Regions from separate parts of the Zea mays genome. Here region 1 is linked to region 2. A link is a contact called in public Hi-C data. All regions are on one chromosome and are shown on one strand. The core of a region is the stretch at or near the end of the contact, and the rest is flanking DNA. Distances in the headings are between cores, read along the strand shown. Region 1 holds the start of LOC100282476. Region 2 holds the start of LOC100272746.

Region 1 (7,450 bases), core at 4,831-7,330, 160 kb before region 2:
TAAGGGCTCAAAGCTGATCCTTGATGTAGTACTATTCTAATTGGAAAGTCATCTGTGTCTCCACTTATTTGAACACTCGTCACAAAAAATAAAATATAAAAATAAGATCAACACATGATCAATTCCATGTGCTATTCATCCGTAGCAACGGACGAGCATATTTGATATGCCCTCACAGTACGGTTCATTTGTTGATCCACTTGGACCAAACCAAGATATCACGGGTTGAGCCTTGTACCCTTGTCTCCCTCGTAGGCCAGCATGGTGCTTCCTCTTGGGCTTCGCCATCCTTCTCTTCTTCACCAGTGGGCAGCTGGTATATCAGCTGATAAAAAGGAAACAAAATTTGACTGTAGGTCTATATATGTTTCCCTTTAGCCTGAGCTCTACAGGTGCGCAAAAAGAAACATTGCTTGAGAAAAAGAATAAAAGAACAGTCAATAACAGCTGTACATGCCTTTTTTTTATCTGTAAGGTTTTGCTTGGGTTATGCTCCCATGTATTTTTTTCCTTGCAATTTTTTCTTGAGTTAGAGAACTGTCATTCTTTCTCCTTTTGGGTTTGCAGGCCTTCTCATTATTCCATTTTGGTTAGCTTTATGTGCATTTTAGACTGATACACAATGCCTTTGTTTTTCCACTGTTGAGACTATGCTGAGAGGCATATCTTATCAACATCTAACTTGATTTACTATATGTAGGTAATGTTGGATACTCTTGGTCCAGAAATTCAGGTTCACAATTCCACTGGTGAGCCAATTGAGTTGAAAGCTGGGAATCATGTTATCATAACTCCAGATATTTGTAAAGCTCTCTCTGCTGAGATCCTACCAATTAAGTTTGGTGATCTTGCAAAAGTAAGTGAATAATGTGGATTGATGAAATGTGTTATTATTTTTCTCTCCATATTCTATTTGATGGGTTTCCACTGTTTTTCTGTGACTTCTGATATCATTTCAGGATATTTTGTGTGGTAGTAGGAAACTAATTAAATTTTCTGTCGTATCAGTAAAAAGTATTTTTAAATATTTTCTGTCGTATCTATTTGATGGGTCATTTAACCGTATTGCCCTTTCTGTGAATTCAGGCTGTGAAGAAGGGTGATACTCTTTTTATGGGCCAATATCTCTTCACAGGAAGTGAAACAACATCTGTCTGGCTAGAAGTATGTGGATTTTTAATTTCTCAAGTAAACGATATTTTGCAGTTATGTGTTCCTTATATGCTACAATTTGCAGGTTGTGGAAACTTCTGGGGAAAATGTAAATTGTCTAGTGAAGAATGCAGCTACACTTGACGGCCCCATATTCACTCTGCATGCTTCACAAGTTCACATCAATTTGCCCACTTTGAGTGAATATGATAAACATGTAACACAGACATCTTTAAATTTCTTTACATAATATTGAGTTTTATATTGCCACAACACAATATTCCTTTTTACTTTACATGTTCTCTGTCCAAAAAGATTGTGCTAGTAACTTATTTTGAACAATAGAAACCATAGTTCGATTGCATGTCTTTTGTTATTATTTTATATTTCCATTCGACTATGCTTTTGAAGCTCTTTCTTACCAAAACTCGACTAGAGATATTTATGGTTTCTTGGAAGCAATCATGTGCATTTTCTTCTTAAGCTGTGACAATTAATATACTTCACATTAAATAATTTGTTCTGTGGTCGTTCTGCATGTGGACAAATATATCATGCTACATATATATAGGATGAAGTGATGTACTTGTAAAGATGTGTTTTTTCAATCTGCTTGTGAATGCAATCTCTAATTGCCGATTCATCAAATCACTTTTCTCAATTCTCATAGTTGTATACTGAATTCTAGAAAAATCATTTTGTTATTTATTCCCATGTCGTATTTTTAAGGCACATGTCTTTGTATATGTTCATGTTTATGCTATTTTATCTTTCCAAGGTTGTCCTGAGTACAGTTTGCTTGCAAATTGCAATAGGTCATTTCAACTTGGGGTTCATGTAACAGTGTTGACATTATATCACTTTCCCATACCCGCTCTGCTGAAGATGTCAGGGAGGTGGGTTTTCTTTCCTATTTTCCCCAGTCTTATGCTTGAATTAAACATCCATTTTATAGCTGATTTCCCACTTCTTGGTATTCGTTTTATGGTTCCTTCTTAAGTTCTTAGTCTAGTGTATCATCTATCTGATGTTTCCTTTAACAAAAATCAAATTGCAATAAAGCAGTATTTGCAAAGTATGAACATATTCAATCTATAGTGTTACTCAACGAGCATCCATTATTCACACGAACTGGAAGATAATCAATAAAACAGATGCTTCTCTAAGTTAATTGAAGCACATAGGGTAAATAGTTGAAGAGAAGATAACATAAATGCTTGCACATAAAAACTAATGATATGTTGTCAGTTGATCAATTTTTTGTTTGATCTTCATGGCATATCATGAATGCTATACCAATGCATTACTATTTCTCAATTCATCTGAGCACATAGGCTTGGCACCACAATAAACTTTTTGGTCCTTGTTTTCTTGGCATGCTGTACCTGAGTTATCGAAGTAAAATTTGAAAGTGTGGAGGGTGTAGACTGCTGATCTCAGATATTTTTGTGATTTGCAGCTCAGGGCCTTTTTACAAGCACACGCCCTTCCCGACACACAAATATACGCGAAGATTGAAAATTCAGAGGTAAACATCATGCTTTTATGAAGATACTGGCACCAGTTTGTTTCAATGCTTTTCTGATTATTTCATTGTGCTTTTCATGTTAGGGTTTGGATCATTTTGATGACATTCTCAACGCGGCAGATGGTATCATTATTTCTCGAGGAGACCTGGGTATTGACCTTCCTCCAGAAAACGTAAGTTCTAATCTTGTATAAAATTCCAAATTACCCTGTATATCCCTACCATTTTATCAAATATGTCCATATTCGTTCATGTACATCAATGATGCCCAAGTATGGCAATTCTTAAACAATGCACACTTACACAGTATAAATATAAGAGTCTCCAACGTTATGGTCTGAAATTGTGTTATTGACATGCTTATTATTCAAAGTTTAAGTGACTCATTTAGGGTGTCTTTTGTTTAAGGAACCACTGCATCTTAGATGAGGTTGTACACCATGAGTCCATCCCTTGAATTTTGGTGGAATCACACCATTCTTCATGCTTGTACTAACTATTAGCTTGTGAGGTTGATGTGGTGGAGCATCAACTTATTGTATTCTATGAAACAATACAGAAAACAAAGTAGGAAGATGATGGACCACCTCATTCCTCAAACCATTACACCTTTAGTTCTTACGGGTAAAAGAAACACCTGTAAATACTGCCACAACCTTTACTTTCCTGTGCAGAGTTTACACAAATCATTCTTGCTGTCATAACATGTTACTTTTGACACTTCAGGTTTTCATGTTCCAAAAGACAGCTATTCATAAATGCAATTTGGAGGGTAAACCTGTGATCATCACTAGAGTTGTGGACAGCATGATTGACAATCTACGCCCTACCCGTGCAGAGGCAACTGATGTTGCAAATGCTGTCCTAGATGGTGAACACTTTTACTACATTTCTATCATTTTATGAATGTCATTCTTATTTCCTGTGCTGGTCTCTAGGCACTGATGGCATTTTGCTTGGTGCGGAGACACTTCGAGGGCTTTATCCTGTTGATGCAGTGAGTACTGTGGGGAGAATATGTGCAGAAGTATGTTTCTATTTAAGAAGAAACTGTAATAGAACCATTCAACCATCTGAAATACTTGACTAATCAATGGTAAATCCTCCAGGCTGAGACTGTGTATAATCAGCCGCTTCAATTCAAGAAAGTAATGTGGCATGTAGGTGACCCAATGCCCCACGAGGAATCTGTGGCATCAGCAGCGGTAAATACTATCAATTCATTGGAATAAACACAAGCTTTCTAATTTATAGAACATCAGTTAACCATTACTTGGTTTTTAGGTTGGTTCTGCAATCAAAGTAAAAGCTGCTGCCATTGTTGTGTTCACATTCTCAGGGAGAGCTGCGAGGTGCTCCCCTTTATTTCATTTCATGATCAGCACACCATTAGACACATTTCCATCATACGGAGCAATCAATTCATTTTATGCTTATCTGTTCACAGGTTAGTTGCCAAGTATAGGCCAACAATGCCAATTTTAGCAGTTATCTTCCCACGTGAAGGATCCGATCCATCAAAGTGGCGTTCTTATGGCACAACACAGGTAACTTGTATGTCTATGATTCTGCTGAGTTTCATGCTTCCTTAGTTTTCTGGTTGTCGTGAAGCAGGACCAGCAAACTCGAATGTGTAACCATTATTAAACCACTTTCAGGCAAGACAATGTTTCGCAGTGAGAGGCGTGTACCCTTTGATGGGGAGTACTGATGAGGTATGTAAGCAATTGTATTTTTCCCTAACATTAGAGTTACATGTAAAAAAACATATGGCTAACCATGAATGCTTAAAACTCTGTAATAGGCCGAAACTGGTGGGCTAACAAAGGAAGAGTATGGGATAAAACTTGCGATGAGCTATGGTCGGTCGGTTGGCATAGTGAAGCCTTTCGACAGGTTGATAATCTTTGAAAAGATTGGTGATTCTTCTGTTGTCAAGATCATTGAGTGTGAAGGTTAGGCATTAGATGATTGATACCTACAACCCATGCTGTAGTTTCATGTATCGCATGGGAGATTACCTCCAGTTCCATCTCACTTATTTAACCAAGTTCCAAGTAGAGTACAGCAAGAGCACAAGATATCTTGTTAGGGAATTTTGCCCTCTTTTCAGATTGTCTTTTGATTTGACGCAATAAATTATGATGTCACAGATTTATACTGGAATTATGATTTGATTATGCAAATATAGGATTGTTGGCAACAAACCATGAATAATCGTCGTTCCTACCTTATTCTATTGGACATTACATGATGCAGTGCATGATAACATCCCAAAAGACAATCTTAGGGCATTATCAGTTAATTTACCTATAATGTTCTGTCTATGGTACACTCCTGCAACCTTGCTGCTGTTGCTGGTATGCTGCTGTCAGTACTGCTCCTTGAAGAAAACAGCATAGATGATGCAGCAGATGGAGATGATGATGATAACGATATCGATGGTGAGCGCAGTCATGGCCTGATCGCTAAGCTTCATGTTCTTGCCGCCGAGGCGGTCAACCATGTCTGGCACGGGTTTGTAGTTGATGATGTCCTGCTCGTATGGGTCCTCGAGCCTGGACCTGAGCTGCTGCAGGCGGCGGCTCTCGGCCTCCTGCGCCAGTGTCCAGTCGTAGAACCGCCGTGTCTCCTCCTTGCTCAGCACGTTGTACACCTCTCGCAGGCGGATGAACTTCTGCGACGCCACCTTGAGCGGCAGCGTCGTCGTGTCCGGGTGGTACTCCTTGGACAGCCGCCGGTACGCCGTCTTGATCTCCTCGATGTCCGCCTCTGGCGCTATGCCAAGGAACCTGGGTGATAGATTTTGCAGTTCAGTCATGTGTCGCCGTTAGTAACAAAGTATTGACATGATGATGACAGTGTCTCGAACAGAGCTCTACAAATTTATGTACAGCTGGACGGCAATCCAAAAGGACATATGAGCATGGATTGGAGATGAACTCAACTGGTAGTGAGACTCGGCCGCGTTGTTGATGAGGTCCGCGAACCTCCCTCCCAACGGCTCGTTCTTGCTGCTGCCGCGGCCGTCGCCTTCCTTCTTGGCCTTGCCTCCTACCCACCCTTCGTCGGGGTTGGACCAGTGTATCCTGGTGTCCACCGTCTTCTTCTTCCCCGGCCCTGCACCGTCCGCCGTCGCAGGAGTCGGTTCGGCGTCGGGCGGGCTCGCGGCTGCGACCACGACTGCCTTCGTGCGCCGCTGGTGCCGGTGGAGGAAGGGCGTGAAGATGCGCGAGGCCGTGGACGCTGCCATGGGAAACGTGTGTGTTAGCGTCTGCGCAGGCAGCATTCCAAGGCGTGGAGGGGAGTCGGGAGGTGATGAGGCTCGCACGTTCCAGTTGTCGTGGTAGGAGGGCGAGGCGATGAGGTGTCGCTGTTCACTTAGCCAATGGCCACATGTACAAAAAGAAAAAGGAACGGTAACCATATTCCGAACGAGAAATGAAACTGCAGAAATTTTCCCGCCGCACGAACACTTGCGCTGTCAGTTTAGACGGTACGCAATCGAATTCGTCCGCACAGTTATCCTGAGTAGTACTGAGTACTGACCAAGTGACAATGAGGGAGAAGAGGTAAAAAAAATAAAACAAGGGGGGTAAAAAACAGTTTGGAGATGCGGGGGATCGAACCCCGTACCTCTCGCATGCAAAGCGAGCGCTCTACCATTTGAGCTACATCCCCTTGTTGTAATTTTTAACTGTGATTAAATTAATAATGTTTTTGTAATTCAGGATTTTGGGTGTCGCCTCCCATGATAACGCGCATCAGGTTTGCGTTCCACGGTATCATCAGGGAGAGGTCTTCTTGAAACGGCAACAATGCTTGGATCTTCGTTACTGCCGTCTCCAGTCTCTCAGCTTTGGCCTCAGCACTCTTGTGACTAGCGGTTTTGTCGCCCGATACAAGACATGATTTGTGCCATTGGTAGCCACTGCAGATGCTACGAGATTTGTGCCATTGGTAACTAGTGTAGTTGAAAGGGAGGGAGAGGGGTCTTCCCTTCTATGCCAATCCATATAAATTGAAGGTGATTAAAGGGTTTCAATCCTTAGTAAGTCAAAATCTCTCTCAATACGTATCAATCTCTTCCAATCTATAGATTGAAAATAACCGAACAAATTGTGATATCCTGGCCCCTGGGATGGGATGTCCTGGCCCAAGGCTTAATAGAATTAATAGTGTAATCATACCAACAAGGTGCATATTCTTTTTCGGAAGCATATCTTGAAAGAACCTCCAAGTTAAGCGTGCTTGGCTTGGAGCAATTTGGGATGGGTGACCGACCGGGAAGTTTTCTCGGGTGCGCATGAGTGAGGACAAAGTGCGCACAAAAGACTTGTGTTGGTATGTGGGGACAATATATGATCCTAGAGAGCTGCCAGGAGTAAGTACCGCCGGTCCAGGGATTGGACGGGGTGTTACAAGTGGTATCAGAGCCGACCCTCGCGGTTTCACGGGCGTGTGTGGGCTAGGGGGTTCGGGTATATGGCGCATGGCGCATCTGGGCCCGGAGTGGTCACATGGCATGGCATATGACGACACTAGACATACAGACGTGGCCAAGAGGGGAGGTTCCTGGATTGGGGTTGACCGACGAGGACGTCGGTCTTCTAAGGGGGGTGGATTGTGATATCCTGGCCCCTGGGATGGGATGTCCTGGCCCAAGGCTTAATAGAATTAATAGTGTAATCATACCAACAAGGTGCATATTCTTTTTCGGAAGCCTATCTTGAAAGAACCTCCAAGTTAAGCGTGCTTGGCTTGGAGCAA
Region 2 (7,295 bases), core at 1,101-3,600:
GTTTAATAATATAGCTAACTGCTGGCTATAAGGATACCTGCAGCCTACCTCTTAGCCTGTATGTATAGTGGTTAGCTCTTCACTATTAATACATGATCTACTTGTCTCTCACAAAATTTCTTAGTTCTTATATCCAAGACTATAAGTTTACAACCCGCTTCTCCTCTCTCTTCTATTCTTTCTTATCCACTTCAACATTTAGTTAGCTTACAACCTTATATTATACTTGCTCTAATCAGTGCCTTTAACTGCGAAATAATCATTTTCAAGTTTAATTAACTGATAACAATGTGTATTACGGTACCACAGTATTGTAATATTTTTGAAAACTCCGAAAACTGATGTATAATAATCAAATATCTCAATTAAAGTATATAAGAGAGCTGAATAGGAGGAATAGTTGGACGGAAGATGAAATAAAGGGAAGATGGATGCATTAAATATAAATAGAATGTATGAATAGAGGGATCTGGAAGGGAAACCATTGGAATCAGTCTTATATTATGCTCATCTCTCACCATGGCAATGTCTACTATGGTCGAAAAATAAGCTCGAGGCTCGCGAGCTGACTCGAGCTCTCGCGAGCCGAGCCTAATTTTTGGACTTGTTAGTGAAGCGAGTCGAGCCAACTCTCGTTTTGGCTCATGAGCTATGCCAACTATGCTAAATTAATCAATTTATAAAATCATAATGGATTATCAGTTTATTTCTTACTCTTTAATGATGAATATATTACAAATTAAATTTTATATTGCTCATAATATTGAATAATAATTCTATATTTCTTATTTAAATACTATTAAATTAATATATAATGCAATTATATTTACAAAGGCGTGCAAGCTTAGTCGAGTCAGCTTATGAGCCAACTTCAAATTGAATCGAGCCGAGCTCGATCACCCATCGAGCATCAAGGCTTAACTCAGCTCGTTTTAGTCACAGCCTCTACAACATAAAGAAAATGGAAAAATGCCACAATATTGCGAGGGCCAACTTGTACTTGTCTTCTTTTTTAGGGACTAGGTTATCCTACATATGTATAAAATATTAATGATTAGACGACTTGTCGTTATTGTTCTTAAAAATGGTGCTAAACTTTAGCATCTTAATTTTAACATCTTTTAGCATCTTTTAACACTCGTGTTTAAATTATTGTAGTGCTGAACTTTAACACCATGAATCAAATAGACTCTAAGTGTGACCGTCCTAACTCTTCTACACTATTCTCTCCGATTTAAATTGTAAATTACTTTTATCTAATTAAAAGTATTAAAACATTAAAATTATAGAAGACAATACAAAGATTTATAAATAATGAATATATTATAATTACTATTATTTTATTATATTTGGTTAAACTTTAACTTAGTTTCTCTATAAAGGAGTTTAGAATGGCTATAACTCAGATGTTGTTCGGTTTACATATTTATAATATAATGTGTAACTAATATCGTTAAATTATATTAGTTTAAATTTAATTATAATCAGATATCATACTAGAAAGTGATATCGGCTTATTTAAACTTATTATCGTTGATACTTTAATATAAATCATTACTATTACTATTTATATTACATTTTATGAACCAAATGATATCTTAGGTGGAGATATAACGGAGTTCGGAATGGCTATACTTTCTGCTAAGAGCTTGTTTGGATTGGTTTTTGTCTAGATTTTAGCCGTAGTCGATTTGACGATTTCTAACCACTAAATACTTTATTTCTCATTCTATTTCTAAGAGAATTATTTTTATAAAATCTCATAAAAAGACTTGTTCGTTTACGTCTGGATCGAAGAGGATCGAAAGAGATTAAATTTATCCATAGTTAAAATTAAATAGAAGAAGATTTAATCTCCTCAATCTACTTCGATCTAGACGCAATCCAACAAGTCCTAAGGGTCCGTTTGGTTGCTTTAGTCCAAGTACTAAAGTTTAGTTAGGAGGCTAAAGTTTATTACCTACCTTATTTGGTTCTAGCGACTAAAAGTACTCAAAACACATTAAATAAATCAAGAGAGACTAAAACACGCCTTAATATTCTTCTACCACAGTGTAACTGTAATAAAAAATGAACAAAAGGTGAAATTTATATGAGTTAGTCCATTTTAGTCATATTTTGAGGGACTATAGACAAACAGTTTAGTTCATATTTTAATTCTATCGTTTAATAATTTAGGGACTAAATAAAACTTAAATTGAGGAAGTAATCTTTAGTCAGTCAAACGAGGGCTAAATAAGTCCTAAATATGATTGCACAATTGGCCAAATTCCCACGCCATCGTAAGCCTAAACCCTATTATACCCCCGTACTCGGCAGCCCCGAGCCCCCAACAAAAAAACCCTAGAACTCCAAAACCTTCAGCCCCACGCTATGGCCCTCGCACTGCGCCTCCGTCGGGTCCTCGCGGCGGCCTCCACCGCGGCACCCCTGCTCCGCCCGTCCACCTCGGTCGCCCGGCCTTGCCCGCTCGTTCCCCTCGCCTCCCCGGTCGCGCCGCTCCCGCTGCCGCCGTGGCGATTCCTGCCCGGCGGCGGCGCCGGGTTCAGGTCCACGGCGGCGGCGGCTGCGCGGGGCGGGACCGACTATGGGACGGACGACAGCAAGATCTCCCCCGACGAGATCCTCTTCGAGGGCTGCGACTACAACCACTGGCTCATCACCATGGACTTCCCGGACCCCAAGCCGTCGCGCGAAGAGATGATCGAGACATACCTCCAGACTCTCGCCAAGGTCGTCGGGAGGTATGACGCCAAGCTGGTTCCCCGTTTCATTCCTTTTTCGCGACGAAATGCGTGGCCTTGTTACAGATTGGGTTTGCTGTCGCGGTGAATTGGTTCTTGTGGAGCTGAAACGCGATCCTGGATTGTGCGGTTGCTTCATCTTGCTGTGTCATGGCTTGCCTTGTGGGCTATATGGTACCAGTCAAGTCTTCGATCTAATTAGATGCTACTTATGTGTTAACTAGATGCTGTCGTGATTGTGATCAAGTACTGTAATTATCAGACGATAGGACTAGTATCAAAAGTAACCGAGGTTGTTTATTGAGCATGGGTGGAATTGCAATGAACATGCATACTAGAAGTGGTTGCATAACATCTATTAGTTTGTGTCAATGTGATGTGGGATTAAATAGTTAGTGTATAGTGCCAAGACTATCTAACTCCCGTTCGTTTCTATGTTTGGTTCAAACATTTCCAGGGTAGTTTGGTGCCTAAAGTGTTATAGGTTCACATGGATGTTTATGTTGAAACACGAAAGATATCAGGGCCCACCTGAAACTAATGGCTAGTTGCCTTTGCAACCATGACTTTCAAGTTTCAAGGATCACACATCTGTACAGTCTACATTCCCTAGTTTCTGTAGCATTGTACTTTACATGGTACTCTTTTTTTTGTGATCCTTTACATGGTACCCACTAGCTGGGATCTCTGTGCCACTGACCGAAGATCAATGTTTGGTTAATTGCACAAATGCAAATATTCATATGATGTATATACTTAATGATTTAAATTGTAACTTGCCAAGTTATTGTTCTTTTGATGCTAAAATCTATTAGGGGCTGTTTGGATCCTTTTATTTTGAAGGAATTGGAATTTACTTAATAGAGTAGGTTATTTGGTTTGGAATTTGACATTATATAAGTCTATCTCAAATTCATAGGGCGAGGGGGTGGAAATTGATTTTATGTATCACTAGTCTATGTTCCTACTCTCCAACTTATAACATACTCTTTGGCTTGCTCTCCTATAGTATAAATGCAGCATATAAATATCTCCCTCATATGGCTAACAGTAGTACAAATATACTCAGTATAAAACCATAATAGCTTAATTGATCTATGTCTAAATTACTATTTATCAGAATAGAATTTAACTCCAAGGATCCAAACGGGGCATTATTGTATATATTTGGTGGCATAACTTTCAACTAGTCAAATAATTGACTTGTTGCCCTTATAATAATTCATAGTCTCTATATGAGATAAACAACTAATTTCAACAAATCAATGTAATTTGTCTCATTTGATGGGCTCTGATTTTTTTTGTAGTTATGAGGAGGCCAAGAAGAGGATGTATGCTTTTAGTACGACGACTTATGTTGGTTTTCAGGCTGTAATGACCGAGGAAATGTCAGAAAAATTTCGCGGTGGGTGAAGTAGCTAATGTTTTTTTTCTTGCAACTAATGACACAACTTTTATAGTATTTACCTCCCTGCCTTGGTATTTTGATCAGGTTTGCCTGGAGTAGTTTTCATTTTGCCTGATTCATATCTATATCCAGAAACAAAGGAGTACGGAGGTCTGTCGGATTCCCATTTTTATTTACGAGTTAATAAATCGAATCACCTTTCTTTGTATACCTTGTTAGCAAATGGAGTAATCTTTACATTTCCTTGAATTCATAAACATGCCACATTTTTATGTTTTTATTGCAACCAGCAGATGATGCTTGCTAGAAGTTCATTCTGATACATGTATTGATTTCACCAGGAGACAAATATGACAATGGTGTCATCACTCCAAGACCACCACCTGTTCATTATAGCAGACCATCAAGAACTGACAGGAACCGTAACTACCGAGGAAACTACCAGGATGGCCCTCCACAGCAAGGAAATTACCAGAACAACCGTCCTCCACCAGAAGGTGGTTACCAGAACAACCCGCCGCAGCAAGGAAACTACCAGACATACCGCTCGCAGCAAGATGGAAGAGGCTATGCCCCACAGCAGAATTATGCACAAGGTGGTCAGGATGGTAGAGGTTTTGGAAGGAATGATTACACAGACCGTTCAGGCTACAATGGACCACCTGATTTTCGAAGTCAAACTCAGTACCAAGGGCATGTAAATCCAGCTGGGCAAGGTCAAGGTTACAACAACCCCCAAGAGCGTAGCAACTTCTCGCAAGGGCAGGGAGGAGGTTTTAGGCCTGGTGGTCCTTCAGCACCTGGGTCTTATGGCCAACCATCAGCACCTGGATCTTATGGTCAACCTAATACACTTGGTAACTATGGGCAGGTACCTCCATCAGTGAATCCTGGTGGTAACAGAGTTCCTGGTGTGAATCCTAGTTATGGTGGGGATGGCAGACAGGGGGCTGGACCAGCATATGGTGGAGATAACTGGCAAAGAGGTTCTGGTCAGTATCCTAGCCCAGGTGAAGGACAAGGAAACTGGCAGGTATGAGAGCATTTGATATACACATTTCACTTTTAAAATGCCGTTACTGTTTGAATTGAAATACAGCAGTTTAAAGTTAAACCGGGACATCCTTTGTTTGACCAGTTCTAGATTGAATTCGTAAACTGTGTGCCGAGTTTCAGATGTACGACTACAGTTTTTCTCCCTGTTAAATGTTTTTTAGATTTATGAGCTAATTTGTTCATTTTTTAATTCCCACGCCACTCTATTTGTTTAAATTGGATTCAGTAGAGGACTACAATAGAGGTGCAGGAATACATCAGAGCTAGTTTTAAGAAAACGTGCTTATAACTGATTCCGCAGCAACCTTTCTTAAGAGGAACATGCATATTAAGGCCCTATTTGGTTCCTTTAGTCACCCTCCTAAACTTTAGGGACTAAACAACTTTAGGGACTAAACTTTAGTCCCTAGGAACTAAGGCTATCCCCAGCAGATCTCCTATGACATCCCTTATCTTATCCCTTATTTCAAATTTATCTCTGCAAACAATGTCAAACAATATCATCATCTACAGTTCCGTGTTCCCTATTTTACACATTCCACTGGAGTCAGTCTAAGGGGATGTTTGGTTGCTTTAGTCACCCTCCTAAACTTTAGGGGGCCCTTAGAATTTCTATTTGAGAGGCTTTATTTAGTCATACTGTTTCATAGTTTAGGAGGTGGAAACCAAACACCCCCTTAAACTGACTAAAAGTGCATTCAGTTTTGCATATAAAGACAAGATTGCCACCCTATTTAATGTAGTTGGTTCAGTTCTAGGGAGGGGCAGTGGGGATCAACTGAAGGATAAATCAAGGAAGTTTGATCACTTTTAGTCACCCCATGGTGACTCTAGGACTAAAGTTTAGGAGAACTCATTTAGTTACCCTGTTTGGTAGTTTAGGGACTAAAAATAATCTTTAGGGCTGATTTGGTGGTCAGGGATCCCAAGAGGATCCACGGGGGAGAAATCCACTTGCAATTCAATTTTAAATAACAAGGGGATTCCTTCCCTATGGATCCCCTCGGGATCCCTGACCACCACATCAGTGAGGTGGGAATGAGAACCAAACAGGGCCTAACTTACATTTCTCTTTGTTTGGGTACAAAATAGTTTCATGTCTTTTTATAGAAATAGCAAGTGCCTGTATGTTGTTACAGTTTCCATTTATGTTAAAATATAGAATATAAAATACAAGATATGTATGTTCTATTGGTTAGGTGGGGTTGAACGTGGGTTTAGAGCTAACAGTCATGGTTCAAATCTTCATTTATTTATAATTTTAGCATTTTTACTATTTAAATGTGGGGTAGCAGGGCACAACAACAGTGGAAACCATGGATCTGAGGAAACCGGTGCTTTAATCTTTTTAGAGATTATAGATTATAGAAAAGAAAAAAAAGGCTTGCAACCATACATTGTGGCTACTAGCCTACCAGATCGCAGAACTCTTGCACAGGCTAACTAAAATTTGTAAACACAGTTAAAAGTTCTGTTTATGTTAGCCTGTCTGTATTAGGCGCATACAGAAGCAACCGGTGAGTTTGTTGCTGATCAGCGACACAGCCGACACTTAATCGTTTGCCGTTGTGCAGGGAAGGCAGTAAGAGCTGACGTGTTCCACTGAAGACAAGAATGGCACTTGAGATTTAGAAATCTCCATCTGTAAAATAAACGACTGTGATGCATTACTCTTTTTTTTTTCTTGCATTTGAACTCTAAACTTATGGGCATGCGTTATTACCAAACCTACGGATGCAAATTCATTTTAGTTTTTTGGGCCAAATGTTGGCATTTTTAAATGGCGCAGAATGTGGAACTCCCCTTTGTCTTCGTGTATTGTTTGCAGGTATGCTGTCACTGTAAAACACGTGCTAATTACTATAGTATTTTGGTGTAGTTTCTCGTTTTGTTTAGAGATGGCAGCCGGTAACTGCGACCTGATACCCGATAGGTATTTACTCCGTTAGGGTATATATGCTAAATATTCTATCCGTAGGTCTCTTATTGGGTAAAGATCTTCACCTAATAGGTAAACGGAACGGACCTAATAGGTAAACGGGTATTAAAATGTTTTGTCCTCACCTATATCTGTTAATCCGTGGTAT

Evidence for each region. Hi-C and Micro-C count contacts between places; a contact is called where the count stands out from the background.
Region 1: a Hi-C map of ear shows a contact between it and region 2, with 2.1 times the contacts expected there. The contact joins the promoter of LOC100282476 here to the promoter of LOC100272746 in region 2. A contact is called at or near these places in 3 of 25 Hi-C or Micro-C datasets (ear, leaf and tassel).

What each region holds. Positions count from the first base shown.
Region 1 is chr4:14,035,813-14,043,262 of Zm-B73-REFERENCE-NAM-5.0, reverse strand. LOC100282476 reads right to left here and starts at 6,080. Exons shown (of 2, transcript NM_001155385.3): 1 at 5,629-6,080; 2 at 4,822-5,472. The coding sequence starts at 5,969. The coding sequence ends at 5,052. It overlaps LOC100191365, which reads left to right. Exons shown (of 16, transcript NM_001136799.1): 4 at 701-856; 5 at 1,087-1,164; 6 at 1,238-1,369; 7 at 1,968-2,048; 8 at 2,612-2,680; 9 at 2,764-2,853; 10 at 3,407-3,551; 11 at 3,619-3,707; 12 at 3,790-3,885; 13 at 3,965-4,032; 14 at 4,128-4,227; 15 at 4,339-4,395; 16 at 4,485-4,884. The coding sequence ends at 4,640. TRNAA-UGC (transfer RNA alanine (anticodon UGC)) reads right to left here and starts at 6,361; the gene lies at 6,289-6,361.
Region 2 is chr4:13,876,890-13,884,184 of Zm-B73-REFERENCE-NAM-5.0, reverse strand. LOC100272746 reads left to right here and starts at 2,350. Exons shown (of 5, transcript NM_001147199.1): 1 at 2,350-2,744; 2 at 4,052-4,149; 3 at 4,237-4,302; 4 at 4,494-5,185; 5 at 6,783-6,986. The coding sequence starts at 2,374. The coding sequence ends at 6,794.